Regions from separate parts of the Sus scrofa genome. Here region 2 is linked to region 1. The links are chromatin contacts, called in public promoter capture Hi-C maps. All regions are on one chromosome and are shown on one strand. The core of a region is the stretch at or near the end of the contact, and the rest is flanking DNA. Distances in the headings are between cores, read along the strand shown.

Evidence for each region. Promoter capture Hi-C pulls out the DNA fragments that hold promoters and counts their contacts.
Region 2: a promoter capture Hi-C map of fetal liver shows a contact between it and region 1, with 3 times the contacts expected there. The contact joins the promoter of SRGN here to the enhancer-like site in region 1. A contact is called at or near these places in 2 of 5 promoter capture datasets (fetal liver and liver) and 18 of 47 Hi-C or Micro-C datasets (alveolar macrophages, blood, embryonic fibroblasts and 9 more).

Annotation. Positions count from the first base shown.
Region 1 is chr14:71,963,855-71,970,267 of Sscrofa11.1, forward strand. The region is part of intron 1 of STOX1 (storkhead-box protein 1); the gene reads left to right. Among named protein-coding and RNA genes, the nearest start is that of DDX50, 22 kb to the right of the region's middle. Within about 2 kb of position 5,112, at least 15 of the 83 cell types and tissues checked have an H3K27ac peak or open chromatin away from gene starts, as enhancers often do. A contact at or near this core is called in fetal liver and liver, where this site is marked.
Region 2 is chr14:72,180,126-72,186,456 of Sscrofa11.1, forward strand. It overlaps SRGN (serglycin), which reads left to right and starts at 3,243. Exons shown (of 3, transcript XM_013990411.2): 1 at 3,243-3,551. The coding sequence starts at 3,476.

The DNA of each region.
Region 1 (6,413 bases), core at 3,862-6,361:
GAGCTGTAAGTGCAGGAAAAGGGGACAAGGTCCCCCAGGTGAGGGAGTACCGACTCTTCAAGGAGAGGCCAAGTCGAGGGAAAAGAAGTAACAATCCCTAATGACAGGTATTGGAGAAAAGATATTGTTGCCAAATATGATTGGGAGACATTGGGTTAAATAAGCTAGGTTTTCTGTTGCAGTTCTCAGAGCTTTGAACAAAGTCCCTGTGACAGCAAGCTGCGTTTTCCAAACATTGGGCCTTTGGGACCCTTTTCTTAGCATTTCATGGCATGAATTTTTCACAGAACATTTTCTAGGACGTGCTGGGCTAGTTCAGCTCCACATTTACGGATAAGGACACTGAGACCCAGGGAAGAGAGGTGGTATGTTCAAAGCCACATAGCAGAACTTGGATTCGAATCACGATCAGATCACCTGAGGTCCAGTGTAGTACTCCTTCATAATGTGAAGACCATGTGGATTTAAAGGACAGCTTCTTCATTACAGGGAACTTTTATTTTTCCATTATTCAGACAAAACAGCAGCCTTGGTGCTCAAATCCCACCCCCGTTTTGTACAGTGGTACTTTCTATTCATCATCATGATGCCGAGCAGAGATGAGAGCTGCCAATCACAGTCATTGCCTTGTATATCCTCCAGAATCTTGGGAAGGAGGTTCATCTTAAATCAGCCCCAGGTTTGCCTGGAGGACAAAGAAGGGATGTTTTTCTGCACAGCCACTTTAAGGAGATAGAGAGACTGAAAAAGTCTGCAACCAGTGCTTCTCTCCCATTTTTTCCTAGCCCCCCTTACACCTGCTGTGCTAGGCAGAATGGGCCCCCACAGATGTCCACATCCGAATCCCTGGAACCTGTGAATATGTTACCTGACACGGCAGAAGGGACTTTGCAGATGTAATTAGGTTATGGACTTTAGGGAGATTATCCTGGGTTATATGGGTAGGCCCAATCTCATCACATGAGCCCTTAAAAGCAGAGAACTTTCTCTGGCTGGAAGCAGAAGTGAAGCAACAGAAGGACAAGTCAGAGAGAACTGAAGTGTGAAAAAGATTCCATGCTGTCTTTGAAGATAAAGGGGGCAACATGATAAGAAATGCAGGTGGCTTTATGTTGCTGAGAAGAGGCTCCTGGTTGACAGCCATGGAGGGAAGAGGGACCTCAGTCCTACAACCACAAGGAACTGAATTCTGCCAAAAACCTGAATGAGCATGGAAGCAGATTCTCTCCCAGAGCCTCCAGTCAGACCCCAGGGCATGAGTGCTGGAGCAGAGGAACCAGGAGAGTCCACCAGACTTCTGACCTATGTAGACTGTGAGATAATAAATCGGTGTTGTTTTAAGCCACTAATTTATTTAGACAGATTTAGAAAACACACACACCTGGATAAAGTCATTAACATATCCAGAGTGGAAGAGGCAAAGGGAATAGAGGTTAGAAAAGGGCACCACCGGGCCTGAAGGGCTTTGGGGCTGAGTGTGAATTCATTTTAGTGTTTTGTAAAAAGATCAGCTGGTTTGAGTCATTCACATCCCTCCCTCCATGGGGGCCTCCCTGTATCTATCTCTAAGAGGCAAGGCTGCTAGGAACTCAAAGGGCTCCCTAATAGGGCTGATTATGTGTCTTTTCAAACATATCTTTGTGCTGTGACAGCCACATAGGTCTCCGTCATAAATGGCCCAAGACCTTTGTAACGCAACTGCTGGTCCATACTAGAGGATATAACTCACTTGAAAAAAAAATGGGAGCCTCTAATTTACTAATCCTGACAGGTTGAAGTGCAGTTATTAAAGAAGATAGCAACTAAGGACTCCCGCTGTTGAGGGAAGCCTTTAGTTTTTCAACAGAGGGCACTTCCCAGAAGGGGAGGATTTGTCTGGGAATCCAAAATAAACATCCCCGTGCCTGAGAAGGAATTTCAGCTTCCATGGTAGATAGCCTGACTACCCTTAGATCTACAGCCAGTTTCTGAGTCTTGGTACTCTTTTGTTTCTAAATGCGGAGGAACGTGTTTGCATTCTTTTATTTTACTGACATAAAAGGTTGACCTGGAGAGATGCTTGGTTTTGCCAGCCCGAAACCTCTCTCCTTTTTGTTCCCATTTTGTTTGATTATCTGAACCTATTTAAGGTTATAATACAATAGATCTAATTATGTAAAGTCATGGAAAATTTTGCACAGCATCTAATCTCAGATGAGACACACATTGTTACAGAGTACTTTCACTTTTAAAAGTTCAGGATTCATTTTAATGTTAAAGAAATTTGGAAATTCTGTCCTGGATAAAAGTGCCGTTTAAAATAAGGGAAGCTTCTTGGATTACTTAGAACAAAACATCCTTTTTTATTTAACCTGAGTCTATCTGCAGGCTGTTTTATTCATGCTCCATTGTTATCTCTAATGTACTTAGAAGATACTTTTCCCACAGTGTGATTCAATACAGGCGCCCAAAAAAGATGCTCTCAGATTTCATGTGTCCGGGTAATTAGCTGAGTTTGAGTGGCTCAGTTAAACCATTTGAAGGTCAATAATGCATGAATTTCTGGCAGACCGCCTAGCACAGAGTCTGTAAACACACTTGTACAGGGACTAAACACATGTAGAGTAGAAAAAATTTTGTGTTTTAAATATCAATAGTGTTAAGATTAGTTTTGTCTACAGTTTAATCTTACAGCAAATTCAGGTTTTAATGTGAAACAGATGAGTTCTGATGTGAATGCTTTCCAAATTTCCAAAGAAATATTTCCTCTTTTGTGCATATTTGCTGGCACAGTTTCCTAGGGACCTTACAATCAAATTCAAGCACCCTAGATGAAAATGTCAGTGTTTAGATTCCAGGAGAAGGCCCTCTTTGAATTTGCTTAGGTGCCTTAAAAGCCTAAGATAAATGTAAATATTGCATGGTAGTTTTTTTTTCCCTAAAGGTAAAATTTTTACGGAAAACTTTCACTTTGTTCCTGAAATTTAACTAGAGCATTCAGTTATCAAAACAAACACTCGATTTTAGTACTCTTTTACTTCAAAGCTTTTTTTTCAGTGGACAGAGCAAACACAGGTTCAGGATAGGCAGATTGTATCTTGATTTTGGTTCTCCCTTTCTCACTTGGAGAGTGCAAAGTGTAGGCTTGTAATTTTACTGAAACTCCCAACTGACTGGAATGCAGATTTAGGAATCCTGTGTCCCTGGTTGAAGATTTCTCTAGTACCACAGCTCCTAGAGATCGTTTGCTTGGTCTCTACTGGTTGCCTTCTCTGGGTCTGGTGAAAAGGCAGTCCATATTTGTCTTGAATGTACCTCTTGCTATTTCTACACTGGGGCAGGAGTATTCACGCCTCATGAACTGTCTAGGAAATAGCTCTTTCAGCCATTTTTCTTTGCTGTTAGAAAACAGCCAGGCTAGAAACCTCAGGTTGGAAAAAACCTGAGGCCCGTGGAGGAGGCCTTGGTGTCCTGACGTAAAGAAACCACCTCTTTTTTCCTCAGAGTTTTGATGAGGTCTTTGATTGTGCTGGATTATTGTTGAGCTTTTGTCACCAACTCCAGGAACAAGCCACGCTTCCAGGGGGTTCTGCTCCTGTTGGCCATGGGGCTCTTCTAGACCACAGCTCTTGGGTGCCAGAGCGGAAATTGATTGCCTGAGGTTGTATGATCTTATGTCCATCACACAGGAAGCTGGTTCTAGTCACGGTTTTAGGATCCTGAGCTCAGAGGAGACTGTCCTGGACTTCACTGGATATCATCTGCTTTTGATAGTTAAGAGAACCCTATTTTCATTTGCTGCCTGGGCATCTACATGCTACGTGTGTTTAATTTGCCTTACACTGTTTTATCTTCCCTAGAAAAAGTGGGCTTTTAAAGAATAATTGTTTTAAAACTCATATAACATAACCCCATATCTTGGAAGATATGAGGAAGATATATATATATATATACACACACCCCAACTGAATCTTTCAGGAATACAGCAGGGTAGCAATAAAAATGTCCTTTACAGAAAGGGTGGCATTATATGTAACAGGTTCTACTTTGTTGGTATTTTTTGAGAAACCAGTCTTTCGGTATAAACACTTCTCCCATTTCTGCAGCACCTAAGAGTATAAGACTGTGTGAAAAGAGAGAACGTTGTTGTGAACTGTTTACTCTGGCCCACAGGCTCTTCTAGCCTTCTGATCCCTGCTTTAGTTCAAGGGTCAGAGGTCCACAGCAGGCCTGCACTTAAGGGTGCCTTTCAATCACTCCATACTTGCTGAGGATAAAGCCAAAGGGCTGGCCTTCTCTTCTTGTGAAATCTAGTTACATCTATAAGGGGGATCTTCTCCACTGAAAGTTTAATTTTTTCGTGGAAAACTGTAAGGGTGACTGCATTCCAAAACCCAAGTGCCAAAGTAACTGAAATAAACTGTGGCTGCAGCTGGAAAATGATTCTTGCTTTTATCACAGATGTTCTCATGTCAGGCAGGCTTCGCTCTCCTTTCCTGCATAAAAGAACTCTTGATGATTTATGCACCTGAAGACGTATCTTAGCAACGGCTGTGAAGAAAATGTACTGAGAAACTTTCTCTAGGCTTTGTCTAGAGGGAGCTCCAAAGCAGAGGTTAAATGCGATTTTAACATGTTCTCTAAAAGACAGTTGTCTTTCTAGTTGGTAGTAGATATGTTTACTCTTTTAAAATAAACATCCCCACACTACAGTAAGAATTATGAATAAAAGTTCTAAAAGTGTCTTTGGATTTGGCAGGCAATGTTAGGACTCTAAGAAAAAGTTGGGATTTTTAAAATGTAAGAAAAAATTCTGTTTCTCATACATTTCCGCTTGTTAATAAAAAGTAGTCTTTTCTGTAAAATCTATTTTCTTTAACTTTTATTTGGAAGTAGTTATAGATATACAGGAGATTGTGAAGAAGTGTACAGGAATAGCCCATGCACCCCTTCCCACAGTTCCATAAAAAATTCAATTTTGACTATTCATTTTCCTATGAAAGAGGAAACAAGCTTAAGGATTGAACTGGAAACAGGCATCTTCAGGTCTAGCCTAAAGGCGTAGTGGGGATCCCTCACTGGACCCTAGGACAGCTTTCTGTTTTCATTTGCATAGAAATGGGCAGCCACCGGCAGGGGGCGCAGCAAGAGCATCAGACATGTACTGAGTTTCTAGCCGCGCTCATCTCGAAAAGTCTCTGGCCTTCACTCCCCCAACTCCAATCTCAAAGTTCCAAGTGACTGGGTTTAAGCTAGGGCTGAGATGAGGCTTGAGTATATATAGTGTGGTTGAGCAAATTCTTTTTAGGTTTTGCCCTTATCTTTCTAGGAGAGGAGAACTTTTCCCTCCTTCTTTTTGAATTAAGGGCTTCTAAGTCCACATCAAGTGGGGACAGGCAATCACATACAAGAAAAAAAGTCACTTAGACTGTCTTGGAAGATGAGGAATAGGGTTTGTTTTAAATTAAGCACATGGAGTTATGTTTAAGAAGCATAAACAAGAGTGAAAGGGCAATTTAATACTGTATTTTGTCAGGTTGAGGAGGGAGATGAAAGAGAAGAAAGTAATCTCAGATGCGGAGGGAAAAAAGAAAAGCAAAGGGGAATGAAGATAAGGAGAAAGGCTTATTACTCTTAGCTCAGAGGTAGAGTTTCTAGGAGGATTTTGAATTTTAGGTTAGTGTTCCCCTCTTAACAATAAGTTTCATAGCATCATCTCTTATCACCACTCTTTGAAATGCTAATTGATTAGCCATTCATCCTAGCTTCTCAGAATGCTATAGGTATCTTGGCATCGCCCAGTAAGACAGCACCAAGCAGGCCAAGAGAAGATCCTTCCCTAGGCTGCCAAAGCAGACAGCAGTTCTGCCCTGTGTTGTGACTTTCCAAGGTCAAAGATGCCCCAACTTGCTAAATAGAGACGCTTAAGGAAACAAGGAAACAGGCCAGTGTGATCTTTAATAACAGCTGCTTATCAGTTTCCTGCTGCAGATACAATGAGTACTATGAGCCTCTGACCAGCTTTGGCTGCAACCTTCACATCCAGCCAGTATATTTAAAAGTAGCCAAACTTTAGCATTGCTATCATTAACACCCTAATGGGCTGCCACTCCAAAGAGCAGACCTCAGACCTGCAGCATGGACATCACCTGGGAGTTTGTTAGAAATGCAGAATCATAGGCTCCGTTTCAGATCTTCTGAATCAGAATCTGCACACTGGCACAATCGCCTAGTGATTCTCATATGCACATTAACGTTTTAGAAGCACTGTTGGCCTCCTAGACTCTTATCCTTTTCTATTCCAGATTGCTACTTCATCTGTAATCAGAAATCACACTTAAATCACCTTGAGACCCAAGGCTCCTGCGTAATCTTTGTATGAATTTTTAAATTTCCTAGCGTGCTCTAAGAGTAACTCCTCAAACTCCCTTTCT
Region 2 (6,331 bases), core at 1,993-4,492, 210 kb after region 1:
TCATTGCAGCACTATTTACAATAGCAAAGACATGGAAACAACCTAAATGTCCATCGACAGAGGAGTGGATCCAGAAGATGTGGTACATATACACAATGGAATATTACTCAGCCATTAAAAATAACGAAATACCAGCATTTTTTGCAACATGGATGGATCTAGAAACTATCATGCTAAGTGAAGTCAGCCGTACAATGAGACACCAACATCCAGTGCTTTCTCTGACATGTGGAATCTGATAAAAGGACAGACTGAACTTCTTTGCAGAACAGATGCTGACTCACAGACATTGAAAAACTTATGGTCTCCAGAGGAGACAGTTTGGGGGGTGGGGGGATGTGCCTGGGCTGTGGAATAGAAATCCTGTGAAATCAGATTGTTATGATCATTATACAACTACAGATATGATTAATTCGAGTAATAAAAAAATTAAAAAAAAGACCACCCTGGAGAGTTCCCTGGTGGCTCAGCAGGTTAAGGATCTGGCAATCACTGCTGCAGTGCGGATTCGCTCTCTGGCCCTGGAACTTCCACATGCTGTGGGTGTGGTGGCCAAAAATAGCTAGTGAAAAGCAATGCTTACACTTTTAGACAGCAAGGAATTGATGCCCGTTCTGTTCCAAGATGACTGCTAAGGATTAAGGACACCCGTTTTACAGGCAAATCAAATGAGTGTGAAGTAAAATAGGTGCATTTAAGTTTGACTGGTAAATGAAGGATTAAATCTGGCCTAGAATTTATCTGTTTTAAAAAAAATTTTATGGCTGCACCTGCAGCCTATGGAAGTTCCTGGACCAGGGACTGAATTCAGACACAGCTGAGACCTTTGTCACGGCTGCAGCGATGCTGGATCCTTTAACCCACTGTGCTGGGCTGGAGGTTGAACTCATATTCCTGCAGCAACCAGAGCCGCTGCAGTTAGGTTCTTAAGCCACTGTACCATGGCGAGAACTCCTAGCATTTTTCTTTTAAAAGCATCAAAAACTAGGAGTTCCCGTCGTGGCGCAGTGGTTAACGAATCCGACTAGGAACCATGAGGTTGCGGGTTCAATCCCTGGCCTTGCTCAGTGGGTTAAGGACCCGGCGTTGTCCTGAGCTGTGGTGTAGGTTGCAGATACGGCTCGGATCCAGTGTTGCTGTGGCTCTGGCGTAGGCCGGTGGCTACAGCTCCGATTCAACCCCTAGCCTGAGAACCTCCATATGCCGAGGAAGCAGTCCTAGAAAAGGCAGAAAGACAAAATAAAGCATGGAAAACTTTTTGTAGAGGTGGAGGCTTAGAGAAAGATAGGGGTCCCCTTTGGTTAATGGAAGAAGCTTTGGGCAGGAAGCTTTTGCTTTTTGAGTTTGCCCTGCCAACTCAACCCTCACGGCCATGAGCTTTGATGGGCATCCTTTCACTGGCTTCCTACACCAGCCTTAGAACTAGAACGATGGGAGAGCACAGGGTAGGTGGCCCAGCATCTCTCAGCAGGTAAGTGAGCTCAGACCCAGGACTTGGGACTGCCTCAGGCATGTGTCCTGCTCCTCTACGGCTTGAAGAGGACTAGGGAAATGAAGTTGGAGGATGACTATTTGGAAAAAAAAAAACTTGGTTGTCAGCGTAGGGGAAACAGAGCAAATGCTTATGACTGCTGCAAAAATTTTAAAAAAACCCACCATGACCCAAAGAATTAAAAATTGAAGAACTGAAATGGAAAAAGCCTCCAAAATTACCATTTTAAAGCACAAGCTGTAATCAGCTCTGAGGTTTTGCAGGGAATTTATTGAAGCTATTGACAAGGATATTATTTTGATGCCATGGTTTTAAAGTGGAGGATAGGAGTTCCTATTGTAGCTCAGTGGGTTAAGAACTTGACTAGTATCCATGAGGATGCAGGTTCCATCCCTGGCCTTGCTGAGTGGGTTAAGGATGCACCACTGCTGCAAGCTGCAGCATGGGTTGCTGTGACTGTGGTGTAGGCCAGAGGCTGCAGCTCTGATTCAGCTCCTAGCCTGGGAACTTTAATATGCCGCAGGTTCAGCCTTAAAAAGAAAATAAATAAATAAATAAATAAAGGATAGCATTAAAAGCGACCAAAGTTGAGGGAGTTATTTCCAGCTGAAACCAGTATTCCATAGTGGGGAACCCACGGGATTTGTGAGTTTGCGGATTGTTTACTGCACTCAGAAGAGTCCCTGGACACACTTCCAACTGGTTTTGAGGAAGGTCAAAATGTGCATTCTTGGAAACCTTTGTGGACTTGCACCACGGCGACTCAGCAATTAATTTCTGAGGCGCGTTCTTAGCAGGAAATGGTAAAGGAACCAGCAGGAAGCAGAGAACAAGAGAAAGGAAACTCCTCCCTCTTGTCAAAGGACAGGCAAGAGTGAGGATGAAAATGGAAAGTGGACATTGTAGGGTTAGATGTGCTGCAATGGAGAGGGTGGAAGTAAGGAAAAAGTGTGTGCCCCAAGGGCAAGGGAGTGTGATAATCTGTTGTGTTTATTATGTGGCTTAAATATGGAGCCTGTGCTTTGTGACCCTCGGTCTTCAGCACACGATCCCCAGGAGATGGGGAAACGCTATTCCTTTATTTACAGAGGGCAGTGGTTTGTATGTTTTCTGAAGTCTGCAGCCCACTGACAGGAAAACCTCCCCCTGTTTCTGACTTCTAGCTTATTAAAGGCCAGAGGATGCCAAAGTCAAGTTGAAAAGTTTTACCAGGAGGAAAAAAAAAAACAAAGTATAAATGGAATCAAATCATAAGAAATACTTGGTGTGAAGGAGCAGAGGACTGCACAATCATTTTTCTGTTTTATCCAGTTCTTTGCAACTGAAAATCTTCACTAGATTTTGAATTAGAGGGAGAGCTGATGATCTAATGGGAGAAGCTGAGTCCTCTAAGAAGAAACTGGTTATCTGAGATCCAACAACACTTTCTTGTAGATTAGAACCCAGCTTTGAAGTTTCACTTTTTGAGCATGGCTCAGTGACTTCTGCTATTGCCAACAAAAAAGAAAATCAAGAACATATTATGCAGAATGGCCTCAGTGGTGAAAAAGCAGCATCTAGCCTCCTTACTTCATCAATTGGGCAGAGGCCCCTTAATGTCAGCAATCTCTTGTTTAGATGGTTACCTGAAGAAAGAAAAAACAAACTGTCCTTTATGATGATTCTGTTTAGCAGGGGGAAAAAAAATTGTAACCGGCCAGTGGCAAACAACAAAACTTTTGAAAAAGAAGACCTGGGGAGAGTCCAGGGCAGTTTCATAATGGGTATGAATAGTTATTTTGCTGCCCTTTTTTTTTTTTTTTTTTGGTCTAAATCTTTCTGGGGTTTGATGTGGATCTCTATTTGTTCAGGAAACTGTGACGTGTGTTCTGGGCAGGGTTTGAGGTTTTGGAACCTTTTCTAAAAGGGACAGAGAGCACCCGGCTACATTTCCCTTTTGTAAGGTTGGTGTGCAGGCGGTGGAGCCAAAGTGAGCCTGTCACAATGCAGGTGCTCTTCCGGTGCAGTGGGCTTGTCCTGGCTCTAGCCATCATCCTGATTTTGGATTCTTCAGTTCAAGGTAAGACCCAGGTATCTTGTCCCTTTGTAATTTTCCTTATAAGGCCCAGGGTCCACACAAATGATTATATTAATTTTAAGGTACAGAATGTATTCTATTTGGAAAAGTGGTGCCTCCCTCAAAAAAGAAAGAAAGAAAAAGAAAGAAAGAAAAAATGATTTAGGGTCGCTGACTGAGTTTTGTTAAGTTTGCTACCAAAAAAAAAAAAAAAAAATTTAAACTGAGGCAGGTGCAGCCTTATAAGTTCTTATAATGATTGAAATGTACAGTTTTATTTTGGATGAAATGTATGGTTTATAAATTTTAAAAAACTTTTTTTAAAAGATCAAGAGGGAGTTCCCTGGTCATCGAATGGTCAGGATTTGGCGCTTTCACCACTTCGGCCCGGGTTCAACCCCTGGTCTGGGAACTGAGATCCTATATCAAGCCGCTACATGCCATGGCCAAAAATAAATAAATAAATAAAGCTCAAGAAAGGAATATAGAAAATTGGAGTTCCATTGTGGCTCAGCGATTAACGAACCCAACTAGCATCCATGAGGACGTGGGTTCAATCCCTAGCCTTGCTCAGTGGGATAAGGATCTGGCATTGCCGTGAGCTGTGGTGTAGGTCCCAGACACAGCTTGGATCTGATGTTGCTGTGACTCTGGTGTAGGCTGATGGCTACAGCTCCGATTGGACCCCTAGCCTATGAACATCCATATGCCGCAGGTGTGGTCCTAAAGAGACAAAAAGACCAAAATAAATAAATAAATAAAATAATGTTATCTGAAAGAATATGCAAAACTAGTCAGAAATTTTTTTTAAAAAAAGGAATATAGAAAATTACCTACCCCTAGGTGTCCACATAAATCCCAAATTTTAACATAATACAAAATTTTTGTAATCACCCTGACACTGGGAGATGCTATTTTTGAAATCAGAGTAAATTTTTGTATTTTTTCTTCTTTTTTTAAACTTTGTTCTTAGTGACAATTCAATTATGGTTAGACATTGTTAATGCAAACCCTCTCAGATTTTAAAGAGAGGCCAAAGAATTTTAATAATTGTGCTGTTGCTCAGAGAAACATCACATTTGGAAATTTCTTGATAGGTTTCTTTATCATTCAGGGTTGTTTAGTAAGAATGAAACAACTTAAAACCTTTAATGACTAAGAAAATGAAAATGATAAATTTGTAAGAAAAATACAATTTCTTCTCCTTTGGTAAATAAAGGTTCACGTCTGAATAAGGCAGAAAATCACAGCCTGATAAAGAGATGGGAGAACTCATAGTAGAAAAACATTAAGTTCCTCCAACTCGTAAAGGAAATATTGAGTCATAATTACACACATGAGCTGGATTTTTTTCTTCGAAGTGACTTAGTTTTCTTGTTTTTACTTCTGGTGGAAATAAAATTGTACAGATGATCTCAGATACATTCATTATGTATTGGAAATGTATAAAATCACTTTCTTCTTGTTGTGTAATCACCGAAGAAAAAAACCAGCAAGGTATGTTGCTGAAACTTTTAATCTATTTTTAAAATATCAAAAATTGTTGATTGTAAGGAATAAACTTTACTTGGATCTTTTAGAGAAAACCTTCAGCTTAATGAAATAATTCCCTAATGTCTTCTGATAAGATCCAGGCAGTGAGGTCCATGTTTGTAGCACAGACTTGAGTGGCCACTTGGTGCTGGGCCTACCCTGACCGTGAGTCTTTTTTTTGTTTGTTTGTCTTTTTAGGGCCGCACCCACAGCATATGGAGGTTCCCAGGCTAGGGGTCCAACTGGAGCTGTAACTGCAGAACTACACCACAGCCACAGCAATGCCAGATCCGAGCCACATCTTCGACGTACACCACAGTTCATGGCAATGCGGGATTCTTAACCCACTGAGGCCAGGGATCAAACCCACATCCTCATGGATACTGGCTGGGTTCGTTAACCACTGAGCTACAATGGGAACTCCAAGCTATGAGTTTTTACATCTTCAAAATTTCACAGAAATGTTTAATTCTCCACTAAGATTCAATACGGAAAAGTAAAATTAAAACAAAAATGTTCTTTATGTGGCAGGTATTCCTTAGAAAGTAAGTAGTGAAGAAACCAGGAAGTTCCTGTCGTGGCATGGTGGAAACAAATCTGGCTAGTATCCATGAGGATGGGGGTTCGATCCCTGGTCTCGCTCAGTGAGTGAAGGATCCAGTATTGCCCTGAGCTGTGGCTTGGATCCCGAGTTGCTGTGGCTGTAGCGTAGGCCAGCAGCTACAGCTCCAATTTGACCCCTAACCTGGGAACTGACATATGCCACAGGTGCAGGCCTAAAAAACAAATGAACAAACAAAAAAGAAAGTAGTAAAGACACCATATAAAGTTGTATAAAGAACTAGCATTTATGTCATCACTGAGCAGATTCAGCTCTTTGTTGGAAAGGGAACCAAAAAAGAGAGAATGAATGGGCTGAAAAACTAGGGTGTTTCCAAAGGAGAAGCGCAGTTTGTATGGGAATTAAGGGTTTGTGCCTATGTCTGAGTAAGAAGGGAAACATATGACCACCCGTGGCTGCATGTGGGAGTGACAGCAGCTCAAGACTGCAATGCAGAGAGGCCACTATTTCACCATATTTCCATGTGATGCAAGATATAATTCCATGGCGTTCTTCCCCCACATAAAATTTTTTTTTTCTTAACCCATTGATTTGACTGATCTAATCCACTAGACTTGCTCTGGCTTGCTTTTACCAAAACAAAATATCTTAGATTACTGCATTAGTTTGCTAGGGCTGCCATAACAAA